Linked DNA regions of Zea mays: regions 1 and 2 are each linked to region 3. A link is a contact called in public Hi-C data. All regions are on one chromosome and are shown on one strand. The core of a region is the stretch at or near the end of the contact, and the rest is flanking DNA. Distances in the headings are between cores, read along the strand shown.

Region 1 (3,575 bases), core at 809-3,308, 550 kb after region 3:
CTAGGCTCGAGGGGACAAATTGACGTCCTCGATGGAGGAAACATCATTGCTCGAGGAAGGAGAGTGAATCGTGTCCCACGGAGAGGGAACAATGCCATTAAATAGAGGGAGTCGCACCCTCAAGCCGAGCACAGAGTCATGCCCTATGGTGGAGGAGTTGTGCCTCCAAGGAGACAGTAGAGCTACCGGAGGTCACAAACGCTAGTCATGTTTGCTTAGACAAGAAAGGTAAGGAAAACTTTCATTTAAGAGCTTGGCCAAGAGCCATAAAAAATGAGATAAAAGATGAAGAGTTTGGGTGCCCATTAGTAGAGACCCGACTAAAATTGTGTTTTTAGACTAGGCAGTTATATACTTATATTTAACTACGAGATCAAATAGAGCCTTGCTAAATTTGCTCTAACTAAAACGGTAGTGGAGTTTCTCAAACCAATAATGTTTTATGGTTTTATAGTAGTGGTCTAAGTTAAAAGATTTTTAAGTGTAACTATGTCTTAAAGATAGGAATATCACCCTTATTATTATTATTATTATTATTATTATTATTATTATTATTATTATTAGTACTAGTATTGCTGCTGCTACCATCATAAATTTCTATATTTTTAAAATAAACTTCGCTAAGCTTAATTAACTTTGACTTAGGCTGCATATAGAATTGTATGGTTTCTAGGAAATTAAAGAAGGGGAGAGGGGGCTAGTTTTACGTAAGAAATTACATCGATCCTTCTGCCTCCTCTTCTATTCTTCATGGATGTGTCAGCAAGCTCAGTGGGTCAATCTGACTAAACTTGGCATGGAGGCGTCGCCGTACACACACACACACACACACACACACACACACACATATATATATATATATATATATATATATATATATATATATATATATATATATATATATATATATATATATATATATATATATATATATATATATATATATATATATATATATATATATATTACTGCGTACGGATAGTAAATTTGTTTAACATATTTTTGGCAAAAAAAAGGCTTAAAGGTCAATATATATAATGAATGTGGTACGTTATTCCTTGTCGTTTCTCTTGAGATTTCTCAAACAAATATTTCGTGATTGTTAATATCCCTTTCTACAAATTAAAGTCATCTCGATTATAAAGATATATATATTTTTTAAACCGTCTGTAGGTAGATAGAGATAGCCATCTTGAGTAATTAATACTCTCTGTTCTAAAATAAAATTTGTTTTAGCCTATATATATATATATATATATATTATTTAATTGAATGTGGACCAAGAAAAGGCTTAGAACGAACTATATTTTCAAATAGAAGAAGTATAATACTGTACAGTAGACTAGAACAAGATAATGTACGTACGTACTTTTACGCCATATCCTCCCCTCAGGCTGTCTGTATGGGTGGGTTGTCCCTTGCTGCTACGTTCTGTTAGGCGCTATGAATTACAGGAAATTAAGTGGTTGACTTGGACAGCAGGCGGGTTACACGTTCCACTGTGCCGAGATGTGAGGTGCAAGCCGCAAGTGTGTTTGGTTGAAGAGTTTAGAGTAATGGAGCGGCTCTATTTTTATCTTTTGGTTTGGTTTTTAACGGAGGAGGGTGAAGTAGCTCGTAGTGTCCATAGCCGATCTATTCTAGTTGGCTGCTTAACCATACACACACTAATACCGTAACGCCTTATTAGCCCTGCCCGTAGGCCGTAGCGGCAGGCAGTGCAGCACGCGCGCGTACATCGCGGCGGAGCGGAGGTATACGTACCGGCGGCGAGGCAGACGACCCAGATGTAGAAGAAATTGAGGTAGGGGACGCCGGTCCTAGTCTTGTTGGCCTCGTCCAGCCGGCACCCGGGGCATCCCTCGTAGTACTTCGTCGTCCTCCCCTCCGGCGCCTGCAGCAACGGAACGGCCGCCGCCGCCGCTGCCGGACCACTCTCGCCGCCGGACATCCTTCCGTCGCCCTCGCCGGAAGACGATCGACGTGCCTGTTGGTCGTCGTCTCTTGAAGAGTAGTTAGAGCGGTGGTGGCCGGATGAATGAATAGAGAGATGCAAAACCCCCTGCCCTAAGTATATATATAAAGAATAACGTCTAACGTGGGAGGCCTTAAATACAGTGCGTCAAAGCTGGGACTAGGAGGAGGCCTGCATTGTGCAGTGCTGGTATATTGCTGCAGGGGCTGGGCTGGAGTGTAAGGCTGTCCGCAGTCGCGTCCGCCAGCCAGCTCCCTCCTCCCCTTGCCGGCTACAGATGCTCCCCAAGGCTGCAACAGCATTCCCCACAGGACCCCCTAGCCAGTAGATTTGAAAGGTGAACCGCTACCGCTAGCGTGAAGCAGCCGCCCCTCTATTCACGGTTCATGCGTACGATACTTTTTTAATAGGTGAAAAAAAAGTAATAGATGATAAATAGGGTTATAATGATATTTTATGGTTGTAGTGGAGTATAGAGGGAGAATATTAGAGAAACAACTGCGAGAGATAAAAAAATAAGAGATAAAATATTGATGATATGATAAAAAAGTAATATAAAAAAAAGAAATTTAGAGAGAACCGCTGCAGAGAGTCTAACATTTGGCATCTAACATTTGGCATCGGCGGCAGGCGCCGGGGCCCGTGCGACACGTCTTGTCGTCATTGTTTCCTGTTGAGTGGTGAACTGCAGCCGCCACTCGTCGTCGTCAGGGTTCAGGAATCATGACTACTACTAGCGTCGTTTTACTCGTTGTAGGTGGGCTATAGTGACCTTGCCGTGTGTCTGCTGGTCTCCTCCATGGACGTACGGATCATATGCACGCACGCACGCACGCGGGCGGAGAACCGAGGTGACCATCCACGCGCGCGGGCAGTATAGTGCTCTGCGGAAACGGGCCGGAAAATCAATGGAGATTACGGGGTGGAATTGGAAACCGTAACCCCCCATAGTCGCCATCATCGATCCAGCTAATTAACTTAAGTAGGCGACGACGACCCTGCATTGCTAGCGATATATGGCGGCTAGCTGGTCTGTCGCTCACTCCACGGCTGCATGCAGCTGCCGTGCGCGACAATACAAAGGTGACCCTGCGCGCTGTCGTCGTCGGAGATCAGGCATGTAGGTTCTGCGAAACTTCTTCCAGCCGCGCGCTGTAGAAAAGATGGACAGTGCGTGCACGCAGTGGCAGTGGCAGTGGCGGCATACATGCATGCATGCGTGCACCGGCAAAGTCTAGCTTTTATACTTGCCAAATTTGTTACAAACTACACGTTATCTTTCCTCTCTCGAGGTACGGTACGCGCTCTTATTGACATGTGCACTAAAACTATAGTTTTGAGTTCGTTGCAATTCAGGCACACAGAATAATATAGGAGAAGTACACGTTAAAAAAACATATTTGTAATATATAGATGGTTTTCTCATAATATTCTTTTGTCCAATCACATGCTTTCCATCTTCATGGTCTACCTATTATATCTCTTTATATCTTGACTACTCTTATGTCGGCATCGTTTTTTTTATCTAAGAAATCGTCATTCCTTCATTTTCCCTTTTTAATTCCAATAATGCTACCTCATTAATTGTTTTGTTTGGTTG
Region 2 (3,422 bases), core at 266-2,765, 790 kb before region 3:
AAATCCTAATATAAATCCAAAAAATGTGAACACACGTATCAAGTCAACCAAGTCAACGGCTTGAACCAAGATGACCAAGTTCCACCACATGGAATCTAACCAACTAATCTTGGTTACAATGTGATTCAAACCATATTTTCTTGTTTGGATGCACTTGGCTTTGGTTTTGACAGATTATGTTCATAAGTTCATTCAGATACATAATGGAGTTGTAAAGACAATCGAACCTTGGAGCTTATATTTTTATAAAAAGTGCAATCACTACCACATGAATGGTCTTTAGTATCATTTGAAAAACGGCTATAGTACCAAATTCCTAACTGGTAATATACAATGGAGACCAAATACCTCGTTCTTTAGCCCTGGTTGTATGACCTGTACTAAAAAATCCTTTAGTATCGGTTGGTGGCTGCAACAAGTACTAAAGCATTCAAAAACATTAAAACGATAAATCATAAGCCTATGGTTAGACACACGTCGTAAGTCACAAGTCACGTGATTTTCGCGAGAAATATGTGCATGTGCAATGTTAGGATTCGAACACAAGACCTAGGGCTTCACGTGTGCCCTCCTAATCACTTTATAGAGCTATTAGAGAATAGGAATAAGATGTTTTCCTTTTACTTTAACTCTGGAAGTGCCTTTTTTACTAGTTGGTGGCAAAAATCGGTACTAATGATCGCCTTTTGTCACTATCTGATACTAATGAGTACTCTATAATACCATTTTTGCACCAACCAATACTAAAGGCTCTTTCAGTTTTAGTACCGGTTGGTGTCATCAACTAATACTAAAATAGACTTTTTAGTATCAGCTGAAGTCACCAACTAGTATTCATCTATGCTCAAGAGATTAGAATAAGTTGGTGGATCAAACAGTATTTAAAAGGACATTAGTATTGGTTGGTGGGTCCAACGCGTACTAAAATATAAGAGATATTAGGTCAGTTAGAGCCACCAACCGATACTAATACTCTTCTAGAGCCCCATTAGTTAAAACAACACTGATGCTTGCGTCAATACCGGTTCAAACTTAATTGGGACATTAATGTAGCGGTCGAGATAACGCTGACCCCTAGTGAGTACATCCACCTCTACACGCTAGCGAGCATCAACACTGGCACATCGGGCATCAGCGTGTGTGGGCTCGTCAACTTGGCTAAAAGTCATCGCAATTGCAAAGTGGCAATGCACGTTTTGCCTCCCACCATCTCTGTGGCCAGCGACGATATGCCACATCTCTACATGCACTGCCATACATCAAAGTTGCCCACCTCTAATTCTCCGTCTCCTTCACTTGTCATCAATGAGCATCCCTGCGAGACCAACAAGCATGGTACATATGCGTAATGTATACATATGTATTTGAAAGAAGAATACTAAACTTATGAGGGAAAGGGAATGAGCTAGACACATATGTGTGTTTATGATTACCTCTTGAGCATATCTCCAACAATGAGATCATGCTCACGCCATCACAGGACACAAACACCCGCGAGGCCCATGTGACGCACTGATGCGGCCCACCGCCCATGCTGCAAAGCTAGCAAGTCTAGACATCCAGTACGATAATATGTATGCCTACACCATGATGTTTCCATCCCAACTTTTTTAATTCAATCTAGTCGATTGGAGTTAAAAGAAGAGAACAAGGAACAGGGAAGACAGAACACACTGTCTGATGACCTATCGCGATAATGGTGTGATGCTGGTCTGCCCTGGATGTCGGATTGTACACTACCTTTTTTTTTAAAAAAAAAGGACGGTTGTAGATGCTACCACTTGTAATGGATTTTGTACATGGTGACGCCGACACCTAATCTAGGGATGGCAATGGGTCGGGTTCGAATCGGGTAGAGTAAATACCCGCCCGCGACCATACCCGCGGGGATTATCCATATCCGCCCATGACTATACCGACGGGTAAAATTTTGTACCCGTGCCCGTACCCATCGGGTATCGGGCGGATATCGGGTATCCGTCGGGTATAGCAGCTTGGTGCATTCTCCCTAAAAGAAGTCTAGTGCAGTTCTGAGTGTCGCACATCGTCGTGATCACCGGAGGCACATAATATTGTTGCACAGTGCAGTCGTGTAGATGTAGCCCTGGACATGTGTTGCTAATGTTTTTTTGTTAATAAACTTCCAACTCGTCAAAATCGGAGAGTAGCTAGCATAGTCATCTGGTGTATTAACACTCTCTTAGCTCAAGTACTTGTACTAGATAGCACTAGTACTACATATTGGCACTTTATCAAACGTATTTGCACTAGTACTAGAACTAGGTCAGAAGCATCAGCAAATAGGGATGGATGGCAGTAGGATGAGTTGTTGAGGGTGGACGGCTAGCTAGCGTACTGGTAGGTTGAAAATCTAAAATCAATATTTTCGGATATCCGTCGGGTACCCGCGGGTAAGAAATCAAATCCGTACCCGACCCGTAATAAAATCGGGTCGGGTACGGGTAAGACCCACGGGTCAAATTTTGTGCCCGAACCCGTACCCGACGGGTCGGATATCCGACGGATATCCGAACCCGCGGATAAAATTGCCATCCCTAACCTAATCTGTCTCTAGCAGAGGTCACACTGCCATGGCATGTGGTCTAGCGAGTGAGCAAACAGTGTATTAGACTGTCTCCAACCAGAGTCTATAAAGGTTCCTCTTCTCTAAGTCTAGAGGAGATTTCATGGCCTACCCTCCCCAAACAATGTCCTTTAAATATAGAGCATGTTCCTTCATCCTCTCTCTCTATTCTCTCTCCTCTCCTCTATCTATTTTAATAATTTAAATAATAGATTAACTAAAACTAACATATGCAAAATATGTGAGGGTATAGCATAGGGCTGGAAAATTAGCTCGAGGCTCACGAGCCGGCTCGAGCTCGGAGCGGCTCGAGAGCCTCGAACGAGCCGAGCCGAGCCTCTTCTTCGAGCTCGTTTTTGCAGCGAGCCGAGCCGAGCCGGCTCGTTCCAGCTCGCGAGCCGGTTCGCGAGCCTTGCAAAAAATGGTCAATTTATGGAATAATAATGAATATTATATAATTTTATGGATAATAGCTCATTTTTTAGTCTTTGATGATGAATATATTACAAGTTATAATTTAATTTACTCATAATGTAGAATGATGATTCTATATTTCAAATTTATATAATGTTAATTCATCAAATAATGCAATGAAAAGTACCAAAATATGGCTCGCGAGCCGAGCCGAGCTGGCTCGCGAGCCAAGGTCGAGCCGAGCCGAGCCTCCTTCGCCAGCTCGTGGAATGGACGAGCCGAGCCGAGCCGAGCTCGTTCAGGCACCGAGCCGAGCTGAGCTCGGCTCGGCTCGTTTCCAGCCCTAACTATAACAAATAAAATAAAATTTGTCTATGATATATCTTTTTTAATTTTTTTCTCTATATCTCGTTCGTCTTCTGGC
Region 3 (3,632 bases), core at 501-3,000:
ACGTGCAACTCCCCTGATCCCCTCCTGAGTAGAGAGGGCAACGGGCGCGTACCCGCTGGGTACTATGTTCCCAAACCCGTACCCGTGAAATTAAAATATACCCGCTAAGAAACCCATGCCCGCAGCCGGGTACAAGTTTTTGCCCGTACCCGTGCCCACCCGGGTACCGGGTACCCGCGGGCTACCCGTGCCCGACAAGAAAGCTAATGGGCTGGGCTGCCAACCATGTTTACTAGGCTGGGCTCATTCGGATGCTAGCCAATCGTTCCTGCACTGAGGCTCTAGATTTCATAGATAGCTAATGGGCTGGGCTGCCAACCATGTTTACTAGGCCATAAAATGAACTTTTTGTTTGTTTAATAATATTATGCCGGGTTTTAGAAACCCATGGGTTTGCGGGTATGGGTACTAGGATCCCATACCCGTACCCGCGTACCCGCTGGGTTTAGCTTATCACCCATTAAGAAACCCGTGGGTTTGGATATTAGCCCGTATCCGTCCCCTAATAGGGTAAAAACCCACCGGGTTTCGGGTTTCGGGTACCCATTGCCATCTCTACTCCTGAGTCATGAACTCCTGATTGCTGAAAAAACTGAAAGTCTCAAAAGGTAAATAGGGAACACGCAAAGGCCTTCACGTTAAGAAAGCCATCAGATTTCATTACGGAATAAGTAATTAACACTGTCATCTCCTTAACTGACTAGAATAGAAGGAACCATGCATGTAATCCTCATGGAGAAGAGATGTACTCAACTAAAAGCAGGCAGCAGCCTAATACTTCTTGCTAGTATACATCTCAAAGGCATCGGCTCAACCGACATCCGCCGTCCGATCATGTGCCATCGGACATTCGGACGGACAAAAGCTCCAATCCCAACTCATCAGATGAGCCCCGAGCTCTCCAGGGCCGGGAAGCCACACTCGCCCTCAATGGCGCGCACCAGTGCCTCCAGCTCTAGCAGCGCCGCCGAGTCCGAGCCGTCGGCCCCAGCTGCCACGGCGGCGTGCGTGTGCGTCGCGGTCCACGCGCGCGCGCCCGGGCTCCTGTCCACCGGCGCTGGCGCAGCGGCGGCGCGGTCGAGCAGGAAGAAAGCGGACGTGTCCAGTGTCGGGAGCACGCACGCGGGCGCGGCGGGCGTCCAGCTGGGCGCGGCGACGGCGGCAGCGGGGGAGGAGGAGGAGGAGGGCCCAGGGGCGGGGAGGCCGGTGATCTCCTGCACCATGCGCTGGAAGTTGGCGGGGTCGGCGGTGATGTATGTGGTCTGCGGGCGCCGCGACGGGCGCGGCTTGCGCTTGGCGACGCGGCCCCCTCTAGGTCCTCCCGCCACGGCCCGGGCGGCGGGCGGCTGGCCCGGCCTGCTGGACACCGGCGCGGGAGCTGCGTCGTGGCCGCTGGACAGGAGCTCGGAGGCGGACGAGGTCGAGGAGGACGGGGTGGACGGGGAGAAGGGCCGGGCCGCGGCGGAGCTGGCGTGGGCAGGCGCAATGGAGGCGCGGAGCGCCGAGGTGAGCGCCGAGTTCTCGAAGGCGGCCGCGGAGGTGAGGCAGCCGGGGGGCGACGAGAAGTAGCAGTGGCTGGCGCCGGCGTGGGTCCAGATTGGGTCGAGGCCGGTGCAGCGGTTTGCCGCCATGTGACGAAGGGAATGGAAGCGACTAGCGAGAGAGGGGAGGTGCAGCAGCTCGACAGCTCGCAGCTTGGAATTGGATTGGGGTGACAGGTGGTGGGGGTAGGCGTAGGCGAGGAAAGGTGAGGCGGGTAGCGGGAGGCGACGGCGGCCAGCGGGAATTTATACTGTGAGCAGCCAGCGTTGCGAGGCCGAAATGGTGGGAGCACACGGGCTGTCTACACCATCATTTTCAGTAGAATCTTTCGAAACATTAGCATAGCAGCATTTGAGAGACGCAGGTGAGCTAAAATTGGCCCTAATGTCTTGCCTCCTTGTTGTTTGTGGAACACAAGGTGTCTTTAGAAATTCTAGGGCGCGAAACAAATGATGTATTTAACTACCTCTTGATCATAGGAAGACATTCGTGATATAACCATACTTGATACTTTGGTTATATATGTATGCCGATCTAATCATTTTTTAAACTCGGTTTTAAAAAGGATTACACTTTATCTCTTATAACTCAAGACAAATTTGAATGTTGGAATAGTTCTTTCCTTTATGTTTTATGAGGACGAGTGGAGCAGAGTATAGGAGTAGGTGCACATGATTTTTTTCAAAAACAAGAAACACGAAAAAGAAAACATAAGCAGCTGATGAGGCCTCTACGTAGTAGTAGGGGTTCAGGGTGTGCGTAGCGATGGGTGCGGAAGAGGAAAGCGAAAGGAGAGGACCGGACGGTGGAGTGGGGCCCTACGGAAACCGCGTCGCTGCCGCGCTTGCGGTGGCTGCCGGCTGGCCATCCGCCCATCCCATTCCCATCACATGCGGACGCCGTGCCGTGCCGGTGGGCTGCGGCCGGCGGCCGCTGAGGTGCGGGCCCCACCTAGGTACCCGTCTGGCTGGGTCCACCGCTCGCTCATCGTCATCTCCTGTCCGCAAAGGATCCCCGCCGCCGCATGCGCCTTTTCCCGTGCGTCACTGAGGGCGCTTGCATTGCATGGAAAGCCAGCGTCGTCGACGACCACGGTCGGTCGGTCCACCGCTGCCTCGATCGGCGGGCACACTTGTTGGGTCCACCCCCTGCCACTCTTGTTGCCCAAGCTCAGCACGGGTCCCCGTGCAGGGAGTCTCCTTGTACGGAGCAGTGACCATAGTCCACAGCCAGGTCAATTTTATGCGGTTGTACTGGTACGGCCTAAACCGCAAAAGAAAGGCGCTTCTGTCGCGATCAAAAGCGAGTTGTGTGAACGCATGAGCAGCCAAATTCTGAACCCTTTTGAAATGGTCGTCGGGAGGTCCATGCAAAGCCGCGTTGTCAGAGTCGGGTGGGCCACGCCACACGTAGGCGTCTAGCCAATCGATGAGATTCCGCGCCGGTGGATCTTCAAGGCTTCAAGACAGAACTCTACTCCAGGGTAAGGATATGAATAAATAATAGTGAGTAATTATATATTAGATATGGATATATTGACATTTATTATCCATATGTACAAGTATGGATATAATAAAATATCTATAGATATTATTTTGCATATATATATCATATCTTTATATCTGTTATCTGACATGTGGGCCATTCGAATTCAATACACTATCTCCAATTTACATCTATGATATATTGATTGATGCTACTGGATTGATGAAATTGTTAAATTTTGTTAAAACTATTGTTTGGTGCTGAATGTTGATATTATTTATCAATATTCGAGTTTGATCTATTTAAAATGGTTGAGATTTGATCCGTATTCGATTTCGAGTATTCAGTATCTAATTTATATTAGTATTCTTATACTCAAAGTTGGATGTTTAAGATGTCGATAATATACATATCTGATTCGAAGAGAAAATACGAAAACAAATATGGAAAAAGCAATATCAGTCCATATCTGATTCGATTACACTCCTAGACCTAGGATCCAATTGGGCTAGGTTAGGTCACTTGATGTGGTGGTGTCCCAGCCACGCCACATCCCATGTTAAAATGGATCGACGGAGGTTGCGAAACGATGGGTCAATTTCGAG

What was found. Hi-C and Micro-C count contacts between places; a contact is called where the count stands out from the background.
Region 1: a Hi-C map of endosperm shows a contact between it and region 3, with 4 times the contacts expected there. The contact joins the promoter of LOC100273965 here to the promoter of LOC100280416 in region 3. A contact is called at or near these places in 3 of 25 Hi-C or Micro-C datasets (bundle sheath, endosperm and tassel).
Region 2: a Hi-C map of tassel shows a contact between it and region 3, with 2.5 times the contacts expected there. The contact joins the enhancer-like site here to the promoter of LOC100280416 in region 3. A contact is called at or near these places in 2 of 25 Hi-C or Micro-C datasets (leaf and tassel).

The regions. Positions count from the first base shown.
Region 1 is chr3:45,560,243-45,563,817 of Zm-B73-REFERENCE-NAM-5.0, forward strand. LOC100273965 reads right to left here and starts at 2,059. Exons shown (of 17, transcript NM_001148352.1): 1 at 1,765-2,059. The coding sequence starts at 1,951.
Region 2 is chr3:44,227,631-44,231,052 of Zm-B73-REFERENCE-NAM-5.0, forward strand. No RefSeq gene overlaps it. Among protein-coding and RNA genes, the nearest start is that of LOC100279534, 27 kb to the right of the region's middle. Within about 2 kb of position 1,516, at least 14 of the 20 cell types and tissues checked have an H3K27ac peak or open chromatin away from gene starts, as enhancers often do. A contact at or near this core is called in leaf and tassel, where this site is marked.
Region 3 is chr3:45,015,456-45,019,087 of Zm-B73-REFERENCE-NAM-5.0, forward strand. LOC100280416 reads right to left here and starts at 1,751. Exons shown (of 1, transcript NM_001153339.2): 1 at 615-1,751. The coding sequence starts at 1,631. The coding sequence ends at 882.